2 separate regions of the Xenopus laevis genome follow, and region 1 is linked to region 2. A link is a contact called in public Hi-C data. All regions are on one chromosome and are shown on one strand. Each heading gives the region's core, a stretch centred on a gene start, on an enhancer-like site or on the middle of the called end of the contact. The rest is flanking DNA. Distances are from core to core; before and after follow the strand shown. Region 1 has its middle 21 kb from the start of LOC108700901. Region 2 holds the start of sall4.L (sal-like protein 4).

The links. A called contact is a pair of places that touch in the nucleus more often than the background predicts.
Region 1: a Hi-C map of the XL177 cell line shows a contact between it and region 2, with 3 times the contacts expected there. The contact joins the enhancer-like site here to the promoter of sall4.L in region 2. A contact is called at or near these places in 3 of 4 Hi-C or Micro-C datasets (the XL177 cell line, the XTC cell line and animal cap).

What each region holds. Positions count from the first base shown.
Region 1 is chr9_10L:11,744,589-11,751,619 of Xenopus_laevis_v10.1, forward strand. No RefSeq gene overlaps it. Among protein-coding and RNA genes, the nearest start is that of LOC108700901, 21 kb to the right of the region's middle. Within about 2 kb of position 3,698, at least 2 of the 7 cell types and tissues checked have an H3K27ac peak or open chromatin away from gene starts, as enhancers often do.
Region 2 is chr9_10L:11,614,102-11,620,892 of Xenopus_laevis_v10.1, forward strand. sall4.L (sal-like protein 4) reads right to left here and starts at 2,549. Exons shown (of 4, transcript XM_018234174.2): 1 at 2,275-2,549. The coding sequence starts at 2,341. It overlaps LOC121398217 (a long non-coding RNA gene), which reads right to left. Exons shown (of 2, transcript XR_005964190.1): 2 at 5,909-6,791.

The DNA of each region.
Region 1 (7,031 bases), core at 2,448-4,947, 130 kb after region 2:
TACAGAGAGATCCCATAAAACTATGGCAGCATAGGTATTCCCCTGTACTAAGCACAATTCAGCAGGAACAGTCCCCTAAGTTTGCTCATAGTCTGTACAGAGAGATCCCATAAAACTATGGCAGCATAGGTATTCCCCTGTACTAAGCACAATTCAGCAGGAACAGCCCCTAAGTTTGCTCATAGTCTGTACAGAGATATATCATAAAACTATGGCAGCATAAGTATTCCCCTGTGTACTAAGCACAATTCAGCAGGAACAGCCCCTAAGTTTGCTCATAGTCTGTATAGAGAGATCCCATAAAACTATGACAGCATAGATATTCCTCTGTACTAAGCACAATTCAGCAGGAACAGCCCCTAAGTTTGCTCATAGTCTGTACAGAGAGATCCCATAAAACTAAGACAGCATAGATATTCCTCTGTACTAAGCACAATTCAGCAGGAACAGTCCCCTAAATTTGCTCATAGTCTGTACAGAGAGATCCCATAAAACTAAGACAGCATAGATATTCCTCTGTACTAAGCACAATTCAGCAGGAACAGCCCCCTAAGTTTGCTCATAGTCTGTACAGAGAGATCCCATAAAACTATGACAGCAGAGGTATTCCCTGTACTAAGCACAATTCAGCAGGAACAGCCCCCTAAGTTTGGTCATAGTCTGTACAGAGAGATCCCATAAAACTATGACAGCAAAGGTATTCCTCTGTACTAAGCACAATTCAGCAGGAACAGTCCCCTAAGTTTGCTCATAGTCTGTACAGAGAGATCCCATAAAACTATGGCAGCATATTCACTTTAATGTGGCGCTTTAAGGAAAACTTTCTAAACTTTTCTAAGTATATCCTCCGTGTTCCATTGATCGCAGTGTCCTTATAGTGTTCCCTTACTTGGATACAAAAGTGCACCCAAATGCTTTTTTTGAGTCTATCATGCTGTCAAGTGATGAGAATTTACATTGGGAGAGAAGGAGGGTCTGTCTCAGGAATGGATAGTGAAGCCATTAGAGCTGAAAGCTAATCAATTCCGAGCTCTTTGCTCATGGCCGCAGAACTCTCCCGTTAGCACTTTTGTGTGAGTGTCGCCGTGCAGCCGAGAGCCATAACTGATTGCCGTGATTTAGAGGCAGAGTTTGATGTTGTTTCAGCTAATTAAAGGTTCTGTACACTGTAACGACCCGTAGGGAATAGCAGCACACTGCAACGACGTGTTAACCCTTCTGCCATAACAGGGAAGGACAATTTGGCAGCAACGGGCACATTTATCAAGGTTCGAATTTCAAATTCATGGGAGTTTTAAAAACTACCATAATCCCCCCATGAATTCCAAATTCGACAATTGAAATTTATTGATGAAAAAATCGAATTTCCTAAATTCGGGTGAATAGGATCGGCCCGAAAACGTTGATGGAATTTGAATTAAATTCCATTTGAGTTTTAAAAATTTAAGAATGTCAGGAAGGCTGCAAACAACTCCAAAGTGATCCCTGGATGTCTCCCAACGACTAAAACAGCAATTCCCCAGGTTTTAGGTGGAGAATAGTCGAATTCGGTATGATAAATCTCAAATCTATTTTTTTTTTAAAAAAACTAAAATCGAATTTGGATAACTCCCTAATCATATTTGAAAAAAAAAATCGAAAATCTGAATTCAAAATTCGAATTCAAAATGATATCATAAAAAACTTTATGAATCTGCCCCAAGTGACCGTCCCACCCCTTTGCAATTGGTTTTCATTTTTTATTATTTGTGGTTTCTGAGTTATTTAGCTTTTTATTTGGCGGCTCTACAGCTTGCAATTTCAGTAATCTGGTTGCTAGGGACCAAATTACCCTAGCAACCATGCATTGATTCGAATAAGAGACCGGAATAAGAGAGGCCTGAATAGTAAGGTGAGTGATAACATGTAGCAATAACAAAACATTTGTAGCCTTACAGAGCATTTGATTTTAGATGGGGGGGTCAGTGACCCCCATTTGAACGCTAGAAAGAGTCAGAAGAGGAATGCAAATAATTAAAAAAAACGATATAGAATAATTAATGAAGACCAATTGAAATGTTGCTCAAAAGTGGCCATTATATAACGTCTTAAAAGTTATCTTACAGGTGAACCACCCCTTTAAAACATATGCTTCTGCAGTTTTTCCCAGATGTTTCTCAGCAAGAAAAACTATAAATACAATATCAAAGCTCTTCTGCCTTCCTTATCCGGCTGTTCCTGCAGAACTGGGCAGCACAGAACATAAATGTACATAACTGTCATCTCTCTTGCACTACAACTCCCAGCAGCTTATTGTCCTCTCTTCATTGTTGTCAAAAGAATAGAAGGGCATATTTATGATAAATCTGTCGATGGTTTTCCCTGGGAAAGATCCCGTTTCCCTGGGGACTGATGAAGGTCACTGTGGAATGCAAGGGAAAGGATTCACTGTCCATTTTAAATCCAGATCAATAGATCTCCTAGATGAATATCCAAAAAAGCTGAGTGGCCTAAGAAAACAGCAGTTGAGCTGGGACATACTTAGGGCAGAAACACACGTGGAGATTCGAAGAGATTTAGTTGCCTCTTCTTCCGGCGACTAATCTCCCTGAGTTGCCTTCCCGTTGGCTAGAATGTAAATCGCCGGCAGGATGGCACTCGGATCGCTTCATTTTCCGAAGTCGCCCGAAGTTTCCTCGTGAGGCAACTTGGGCCACTTTGGAAAACGAATCGCTCCAAGTGCCATCCTGCCAGTGATTTAGATTCTAGCCAACGGGAAGGCAGTTCGGGGAGATTAGTCGCCCGAAGAAGAGGCGATTTTCTCGATGGGCGACTAATCTATCTGAATCTCCACATGTATCTCTGCCCTTAAAGGAGAAGGAAATTCCTTGGGCACAAAACCCCTGCCCCCTCCCCTGTGTTGCCCCCCCTACCTCCACCCCCCTGGCCTACCTGTCCTGCCGGGCAAATGCCCCTAACTTGTTACTCACCTCTCTGCGCAGGTCCTGTCCACGGAGCTCACAGACGCCATCTTCTCCCAAGCGATCTTCTTCCTGCTTTGACCGGCGTTTTTGGCACATGCGCAGTAGGAGCATTTACCGGGTACGGATCTACTGCGCATGCGCCGAATGTCACGAAGTGAAATCGGAAAACTTTGTGACATTCGGCGCATGCGCAGTAGATCCGTACCCGGTAAATGCTCCTACTGCGCATGCGCCAAAAACGCTGGTCAAAGCAGGAAGAAGATCGCTTGGGAGAAGATGGCGCCTGTGAGCTCCGTGGACTGGACCTGCGCAGAGAGGTGAGTAACAAGTTAGGGGCATTTGCCCGGCGGGACAGGTAGGCCAGGTTGGAGGAGGGGGGGGGCAACACAGGGGAGGGGGGAGGCATTTTTGCGCCCAGGGGGTTTCCTTCTCATTTAATGATAAAACCATTGCCATCAGTCCCTGCCCAGTGGAGCTTACAATCTAAGAGATGGATCACATACACTAGAGTCCTGCATCGGATCGTGTACCCTCGGAATACCCTCAAAGTGGTCGGGTTTCTGGCAAAAAGTCCCCGATTCGTCAGCCGTGTGGGTAGTCAGCATGTAACCCAGTTGGGTACCTGCAGCGGGCTTGAAACCTCCCACCCACCTTTGTGGTTCTTCAAGTTTTTAAAAAAAATGTTGTCAAGATTCGGCACCGGATTTCCAGTTTCCCAATTCCAGTGCAGTTTCGCGTGTCCCTGGGGTCGGAGGTTTAGTTGGCCTATTGCAGGTCGCATTGGGTAGTGGGTACACGCGGGTCAAATTGCGGGTTCGGGTTGCGGGTACAGGTCAGGTATAGGTTTAAAAAAAAAATGGATCTGAGCAGGACTCTACACTAGTTTAATTAGAAGCAATTATCCTGCCTGTTTGTTTTCGAAGACATGGAGAGAACATACAAACTCCCTGGCTAGAATCGAACCTAGAACCCAAGCACTGCAAAATGCCATTATGCGATGTCCTGGTATGTTGGAACTAGGGATGCACCAAATCCACTATTTTGGATTCGGACGAACCCCACGAATCCGAATCTTGCTTAAAAAGGTTGAATCCTGGCCAAATCCCGAACCGAATCCCAGATTCGGTGCATCCCCAATTGGAACTGGAGCCCCACAACCTGCACCCAAATCAATAAAATCCAATCCCATATGGGGGTTTTCATGGTTTTGTTGCACCATTCTGCCCCCTACAGGCTGGAAAGGGAGGTGAACCTTTTAACCCTGAAACTCTTATTCACCAAGAAGTCTGCTAAATTTTATTATAGGACTCCAGGATTGAAAAATACTCAATCATTACTATCATTATATCTCATTATGTCGGCTTAATGACATCGACTAGACAATCACCCTTTAATAAAACATACAGTGCAGGCAAATAAAATAGATGTATTCAACAACAAAAAAAGGATGAAAACCCCTGATATCTGAGACATTATTTTTGTGACCTTTAGGTCACTTTGCCCTGCATTGTCATCTTATCTCAGGTCAGCGGGATAATTGATGGAGCAAAAGAAAACACAGTTGTTTCATTTTGTTTCTGCCCGGCATTTTCTGCATATCTTGATTAAAGCCCATCCTTGTTAACAGCAACAGGAAGAAAGGGCTTTACAGACACTCCGTCTGCTCCGCTGCCTATTAATTAGTTCCTACGTTTGTATCCAAAAGTGCAACCAACATTTTATTGCTGTTGACTTTAACACTATATATATTTATATTTCCTGAAAGTTTGGACTTTTTGTTTTAGAAAATAATGAAAAAAAAATGTAAAAAAATCTTTTATTGACTAATTAAAAAACAAAAATAATAACCAAATCATTTGGTCACATTAAGGAGTTTTTTTCACTAGAAAGCACAAATTTTTAGAGAGGAAAAAAACCTAAAATCTTTCGTGAGAAAAGTCTGGATCCAAAAATACTTAACTTGCAAGCTGTCGGGGTCCTGTAGTGATGGGCGAATAAATTCGCCAGGCACAAATTCGCTGCGTATTTCCGCGTTTCGCCACCGGCAAATAAATATGCGAAACTCCTACGAAAATTCACCGGCGTCAAAAAATTTTGGACGTGCATTGGAAAAGTCGCTCGCCTCAAAACCATCGTGCGTCAACCCTATTCGTTTCACGAATTTTGCGGGAAATTCGCAAATTTTTCAGCAAAGCAAAATGGGAGAAATTCGCCCATCACTAAAAAAACGTCTAAAACCATGAAGCAAAGAAAGATCTTCCAGTTGTAAGGGACAGCTGCTATTGACTTCTACATGTTTTCAGAGTACAGAACTGTCACAGTTTTGTCGCGTAATAAAAATTTTTTAAAAAAATCTCATCATCATTTATTTATATAACGCCCACTAGCGATGGGTGAATTTGTACTGTTTTGCCGGAAAATGTACTGATTTCCCGTAAAATTCGTGAAACGGTGAATTTTGATGCTGGCGTCAATTCGCAGGCGTGAAAATAGGCGCAGACGACAATTCCGGCATGGCGACAATTTGACACGCATTAAAGTCAATGTCCGCAAGTTAAATTGTCAGTATTGTCGCCGCCGTAAAAAAAACGCAGAGATTTGCCGCAAATAAATTCGCCCAATAACTAGCCCCGAAAGGTTACACAGTGCTTTGCATTCGTTTATAACAAACGGGGAACAAATGATGAATAACAAACAAGGGTTTAAAGAGTACAATAGGATTAGAGGGCCCTACTCGTGAGAGTTTACAACTAAAGGTTAGGGTACAATTAAGATATTAGGGGGTAGATTTATCAAGGGTCGAAATGAATTCGAGGGAATTTTTGAAGTAAATAAATTCTAAATTCGAAGTAATTTTTTGGATACTTCGACCATTGAATAGGATACTACAATACTATCGAAGTACTGTCTCTTTAAAAAAAACTTCGACTTCAATTCTTCGCCAAATTAAACCTGCCGAAGTGCTATGTTAGCCTATGGGGACCTTCCACAGCATTTTTCTAAGTTTTTTGAAGTCAAAGTAAAATCGTTCCAATCAAAGGATTTAATTGTTCGATCGAACGATTTTACTTCGACCGCAGAATACCCAAATTCGATGAAAAAAGTTTGAATTCGATATTCGAATTCGAAGTATTTTAATTCGATGGTCGAATTTCGAAGTATTTTTTACTTCGAACTTCGACCCTTGATAAATCTGCCCCTAGGATTTAAAAAACAAATTTGTAATTTATGATACAGCAATGATTGCTTAATTAAAGGAGAACTAAAGCTTAACTAAAGAAATAGGCTAGATTACATATACATACATATATTCGTTCAAAGGTTTTGGACATATTCAGTCCACATTCCTTAGGCCAGGGATCCCCAACCTTTTGAACCCGTGAGCAACATTCAGAAGTAAATGGAATTGGAGAGAAACACAAGCATGAAAACTGTTCTTGGGGTGCCAAATAAGTGCTGTGATTGGTCATTTGGTTACCCCAACATACAATAAGTTTCTGTTTGGCAGTACACCTGGTTTTTGTACAACCAAAACTTGCCTCCAAGCCATGAATTAAAAAAATTAGCAGCTGCTTTGAGGCCACTGGGAGCAACATCCAAGGGGTTGGAGAGCAACATGTTGCTCACGAGCTACTGGTTGGGGATCACTGCCTTAGGCCATGAGACAAACAGCTATATTTCTGACAATTTATTTTCAAAAAAGCCCTATTCGACTGCCGAATTGAAATCCTCCGACTTCGAATATCGAAGTTGAAGGATTTAGTGCTATTCCTACGATCGAACGATCGAAGGAATAATCGTTCGATCGAAGGATTTTCCTTCGATCAGAATTGTTAGGAAGCCTATAGGGACATTGGCCTCGGTAGGTTTTAGGTGGCGAACTAGGGGGTCGAACTATTTTTTAAAGAGACAGTACTTTGACTATCGAATGGTCGAATAGCCTAACGATTTTTAGTTCGAATCGTTCGAATCGAAGTTGAAGGTCGAAGTAGCCCATTCGATGGTCAAAGTAGCCAAAAAAGTTTTTTTCCTCTATTCCTTCACTCGAGATAAGTAAATGGGCCCCAT
Region 2 (6,791 bases), core at 1,299-3,798:
CAACTCCCCCACCTGCTGGTTTCCTGGATTGTTAATTAGTCACCAAGTATGTTCCAAGACAACAAAAATAAAATTGCATTGTAATAAAGGGAATAAAGGGGAGGGAGTGACATAGAATTGCTAATTAGATTTGGAACTAAAGGTGGAGAACGAATGAAAATAGAGGGCTAAAATATATATATATATATATATATATATATATATATATATATATATATATATATATATATTATTTTTTTTTTTTTTTTTTTTTTTTTTTTTTTTTTTTTTACACCTTTTTATCATTAAATATGATTTGTAATAAAAACCCAATAGCTGCCGTGAATACAGATAAAATACATTTGCACTTCCGCAGTGATTGGGACATTCCAGAGGGTGGCGCAAGTGTATAAGGTCAGAGCTAAATATCACACCTACTGTTAAGTATCAAAATTGAACAGTGATGGAAGGGGTGGGAGGATATAGCAACACAACATGTTTAAATACAAAGGTCTCAAAAAAAAAAAAAAAGTTGCTACTATAATGCCTTGTGGCCATGAAATCCTGGGGGAGATTAACTAAATTCTGCAGGGATGTTTGGAAATAACAGGAATAGTTATGCAAGTACAGACTCCAGAGCTGCTCATATTGTTTGCCAATTACACAAGAGCTTAGAGACAAGTTTTTCAGCAGCAGTATCAAATGATTATCTGAAGTTTAAGGGGGGACATCTATAATTCATGGAGGGCTGGGGGTCTCTTCCACCTACAAAAAGCATGCTGCCGAGATTTATATTTGGGAACAGCAAAACCCCCTCCTTCCCTACTCCCCCCTCCCTTTTCCAAACCACCATATGCACAAAGGAAAACAGTCATGCATTAAACATGGCATTTATAGCCTGCTGGTCAGCGTATTTCTGAAGTTAATAGTAACTGACCCTAAAAAAAGAAAATAGGCTGATTTGGAGTCCAGATAACAACATGTGCCTTACATTCAGGGAAAGAGCCAACGGCATTGCCTTGCCAGTAGTTGGTTGCACCCAAAATACAAGTTGTACCTGATTAATATTAAGTTGCCCTTTAGGATTACAAAAAAAAAAATTCTTATTTTTTATCTCTACAATGTTATAGTGTAACAGCAGGGGCGTAACTACAGAGGAAGCAGAAGTATAGGGGCCCAATGAGGCCCTGAATGAGCAATTAAAACGTATATTGGTAAAAAAAAGGACAACCTCTGGTTATGTTGGGGGGTCCTAAATTAAATTTGCGTGAATTCCAGTAATATCTATATCATATTTTTATATATATATATATATATATATATATATATATATATATATATATATATATATATATATATATATATATATATATATATATATATATATATATATATCTCTCTATCTATATCTCTATGTATATACACACACAATTTCTAAAAAGCATGCAGATGAATAGGAATGTAATGGCAAGGACTGTGCCCCCCATTGAGATTATGAAATACACAATATAAAATAGAGATTTAATAAGATATAACAGGAATATACACAGATACTACATAAAAACTTTGTGTACCCCCTTCTGCTATTTCGATAAGCGGAATTAAGAAGCAGGTACAAACACATTAACCCCAGTCCCTAGAATATATGAAGGATAATTAACCTACCCATACACCAAGCACAGACACACAGGTTGCTGCTTCTGCTGGTTCCCTCTGACCCAGGAGCACAAGGGAGGATATTTTGGGAAGTGGGGAATCAAGATTGGAAATGCCTTAGAAGAAGAAGAGGATGAAGGATGGAAGGGAGGGTGGGGGTGTGAGAGGGGAGGGGTTGAGGGGTGACTAACTAGTCACCCCTGTTTTCTTCCTTTCTTTGCTTAATTATACACTAGAAATAAGCAGCACACTACCAACGGTATTAAAAAAAAAAAAAAAAAAAAAAAAAAATATATGATTACAGCCACAGGTGCTTCCAATCACATGGATCCATAAGCCCCACAGGTGGGGTCAATATACCCTGGAATTGCTACAATTAAATAATAATACTATTAATAATAATCATAATAATAATAAAAATAGGAAAAGGTAATAGAGGGGAAAGTGCACACAGGAGAGCAGCTGTATGTAAGGAGAGCCGCTGCAGACTGAGAGGGAAGACAATCCAGCCCTGTATTCGATCACCTTGGCCGGTGGGACAGCTCGGAAGGGAATGGAGCGCAGCAGCCACGCTCCTCTCGGGTTTAAATGCCACTTGCGCTCTATAAAGCGCAGCCAGAGAAGCAAAGTGCGACTCACCAGTAGCGTCCAGGAGCTGCTCCTCGGAGTTGAGGTGCTGGGGGTTCGGCTGCTTTCTCCTCGACATGATCCGACCATCAGCAGCTCAATAAATGCCAATTATTCCCTTTCTCCACCACCAAAAAAAAAAAAAAATTCCAAGAGTTGCTGAATTGAACCCCCCATCCAGCCCCCTCTCAAAGCGTCAAGTGCGCATGTCCAAGTAATTATGATTATCACTAATGCATTGCCATTTATCACGAGACCCCGACAGCTGATTGGACTGAGTCCAAAAAAACTCACAGATTATTCAAATAAGGGCCCATTGATCAGGAGGTGGGGAGGAGTGCGGCGCTCTGATCTCTGGGAAATGTAGTCCCCCCTCCTCTGCAGCTGTGGCCACTGTGCTGATGAATGTATTCAACGCCAAAAGAAAAAAAAAACATGAAGTTTTGTGAGTCACAGCCCCTGCCCCCTTCACACAGTGAGAAGTGCCTTTTTTTTTATATTCCAAGTAAACACAATAGGGGGAGATTGTTTGCAAGTGAAAAGAGGAAAAAAAAACTAATTTGAGATCCCAATTTGAGCTAAATAATTACAGAACAGAAATAGCTGAAATTCCACATTTATATTGTATTACATTGCCATGTTTGATGGTCATCAGAAATGTATTTTCACTGTTTTATATTTATTGTTGTAAATCATTTCATCATGCAATATTGTATCTAGGGTTGCCCCCTGGCCGGTAAAAATAATGGTTGATCCCAATGTTATTAATCGGGAATAAAGATAAGTATATAGGAAGGCCAGTGATATGACCCCAATGTTATTAATAGGGAATAAAAATAAATATATAGGAAGACCAGTGATACGACCCCAATGTTATTAATTGGGAATAAAGATAAATATATAGGAAGGCTGGTATTATTTTTTCCAGGCAACCCTAATTGTGTCTGAAAATAATCTTTCATTTTTTTCCCATTGTTTCATGGCACAAAGTAACTCCATATATAACAGATACTGGATTTTATCCAAATCTTTTTCTATTAAAAGGTATTATAGATGTACCCAGGGTGAAGCTAATTCAAACCGATTTCATAATACCTACATCACAATAGCAAAAAGGGTGGGGGGGAAGACATTCCAAGGAATTTTTTGGGGGAAAAAAACCATCTCTAAAGTCATTGTTTTCTCTTTAGAAATCAGCAAACAGAGAGAAAGCATTAATTAGATTATGTTAATTTTGTTGAATGAAAGCATTCATGTATTAGGAGGCGGGAGGGTTTTTTTTTTTTTTTTGGGAAGGTCAATTTACATGTGGCAAAATAAATAATGATTATGGGGGAAGCCTGAACTCTGGAACATTCCTAAACCCAGATAATATATATATATATTTATTATTGTTTTATTTACATTTATTTATATAGCGCCAGCATATTTCGCAGCGCTATAAAATAAATGTGTTTATACGACTAAATCACATTAATTACATACATAGAACATATGGAGTTACATACATCACAACCAATACTGGTACAAAAGGTGAGGAAGGCCTTGTGTAAAGGAGCTTGCAATCTAAAGGGAAGGGAATAAGACACAAGGTGTGGGAGTGGACATATATATATATATATATTAATTATTTTTATATTAACATTTGTTTATATAGCGCCAGCATATTTCACAGCACTGTAAATTAAATGTGTTTATACAGCTGAATCACATTAATTACATACATAGAACATATGGAGTTAAATTCATCATAACCAATACCGGTACAAAAGGTGAGGAAGGCCCTGTGCAAAGGAGCTTACAATCTAAAGGGAAGGGAATAAGACACAAGGTGTGGGAGTGGGCATATATATATATATATTAATTATTGTTTTATTAACATTTGTTTATATAGCGCCAGCATATTTCACAGCACTGTAAATTAAATGTGTTTATACAGCTGAATCACATTAATTACATACATAGAACATATGGAGTTAAATTCATCACAACCAATACCGGTACAAAAGGTGACGAAGGCCCTGTGCAAAGGAGCTTACAATCTAAAGGGAAGGGAATAAGACACAAGGTGTGGGAGTGAGTATATATATATATATATATATATATATATATATATAAAATGTCTTTAAAGAGACCACTCACGGCAAATTCACAACTTCTAGGCAATGTAGAAAAAAAGGAACTTTATTCGTCCATAGTTACGACGCGTTTCGATTCTCGGAATCGTCATCAGGTTTTCTGAGAATCGAAACGCGTCGTAACTATAGACGAATAAAGTTCCATTTTTTTTCTACATTGCCTAGAAGTTGTTAATTTGTTAATCATGAGTGCCCTCTTTAATATTGGTGACGGAAGGAATGGTGAGTGCCGATGAGACTATATATATATATATATATATATATATATATATATATATATATATTTATATATATTATATATATTTATATATTATATATAGAAGACTTGTTGCTTGTTACTGATCCACATTTAAAACAGGGCAATGGAATTCATTTCTAGCAGCACAAGGTTTGACTAATAAACACTGCATGGAGATAAGTTGACACAAACAGGTTAGGTAAATAAATATGGTTTGGGGGGGGATTAATTCATATGCGCGTCACACTGGGCTGGGTTCATACTGGGAGGTGACTCATGTCCTACAGGTCACAGATTTAGAATTTTACATATAACTGGCAGAGAACTGGAATAGACAGGTACATGCGAGTCAATACTGTGTCAGATACAAAATATTTACTCTACAGTCCATAAACCAGCCCTGGGGGAACTAGTTTCATACCCATTACTGCTTGTTGCAGTTAGAAGTTACTGGGCAAAATCACTGTAGGGCCCACCTAAAATTTGGGAAAAGGAGATTTGTCATAAACATATGGTGAAGCTGTACCTCCTGAGCCACCCAGGGTCTGTTCCCTCTCCCAGTGGTTGGGAAGGCTGAATATAAGATATTAAGAATGATATAGTATTTATTGCTTGACAGATCAAAGCTGCTGAAAGCTGAATAATGAATACATTTAACATTTCACTCTTCATCTGTTCTGCACAAGGCGGAGGTTCCAAAGTTTGGGAGGTTCAATGACACAGATACAGACAATTCATTAATTTAGGGCCAGGATTTTTATACCTGCCTAATTGATATGTGACCATTTCCCAAAGATTATCATTTACGACACAATACCAACTACAAAATTGCAGGAGTGATTGATAGGGGTGTAACTACAGAGGAAGCTGACCCTGCGGCTGCAGGGTGGGGGGCAGGATTAAGGGCAGAGACACACGCTCAGATTTGGGGAGATTTAGTCGCCCGACAATAAATCGGCTTTTCTTCAGGGCGACTAATCTCCCTGAACTGCCTCCTGCCGGCTAGAATTTAAATCTCAGGCGGGATGGCACTTGGATCGCTTAGTTTTCCGAAGTCACCTGAAGTTTCCACTATCGGATGACTTCGGAAAACTTAGTGCACCAATTGCCATCCTGCCGGCGATTTGCATTCTAGCCAGTGTGAGGCAGTTCAGGGAGATTAGTCGATCCGAAGAAGAGGAGATTTGTCGCCGGGCGAATAAATCTCCCCAAATCTAATAGGGAGCCCCATGAGACCCTAATAAATGAGCAATATCAAGATGTATTGGTAAAAAAAAAAACATATCTCTGGATATGTTAAGGCCCTAAAATTAATTTGTGGTGGAGCCCAGGAACATCTAGCTATGCCACTGATTGACATGATCACCTGTCCTTGTGAACTAAAATATATTGGTAAAACCAAACTTTGAGACCGAGGATTGGGGAACTCATCTCTAACATCAAAGATGACCCTTATAGTACTTATTCCAAGAGAAAAAAGACCAAGAGACTGACCCCTGTGAGCAAACACTTTTATTGTGCATATAACTGGGATCCTATGGGACTGAAAGTAGCAGTTGTTGAAAGAGTTAACTTAGGGATCAGAAGGGGTGACTGACAAAATTCTCCTCTCTACCAGGGAAGCAGATCTATTCATTGAACACATGAATTAAAGGAGAGTCTCTCATTATATACCTACATATAATAGGCATAGAGGAATGTAATGGCTATTTGTCCACCCCCTTTTCTTTTATGCATAATCATTTACAATGTAGACTTTAGGATAACTGCACCATTTGGTTACATTTCCTTTGTTGTACAATGGAGATTGATACAGTTACCTGGATACTTTGATAGACACCGACACAGTGGAGTTAAATGCCCCTGCCCACACTTTGATGTCACAATGCAGGGGTGTGGGGAGGTGTTTAAATTTCAAAACAAAATTTTAAAATGAATCAAGACTGAAGGTGCTGAGCTAACTCTCTATTTTATACACATTTTGAAGTGGTACCATTACTGAAGGTTTTGTTTGCCTTTCCCTGGATTATGTTTAAACATGATGGACTGGTGTTCTCCCCCCCCCCCCGACGTTGCTCTAAACCAGTGATCCTCAACCAGTAGCTTGCAAGTAACATGTTGTTTACCAACCCCTTGGATATTACTCCCAGTGG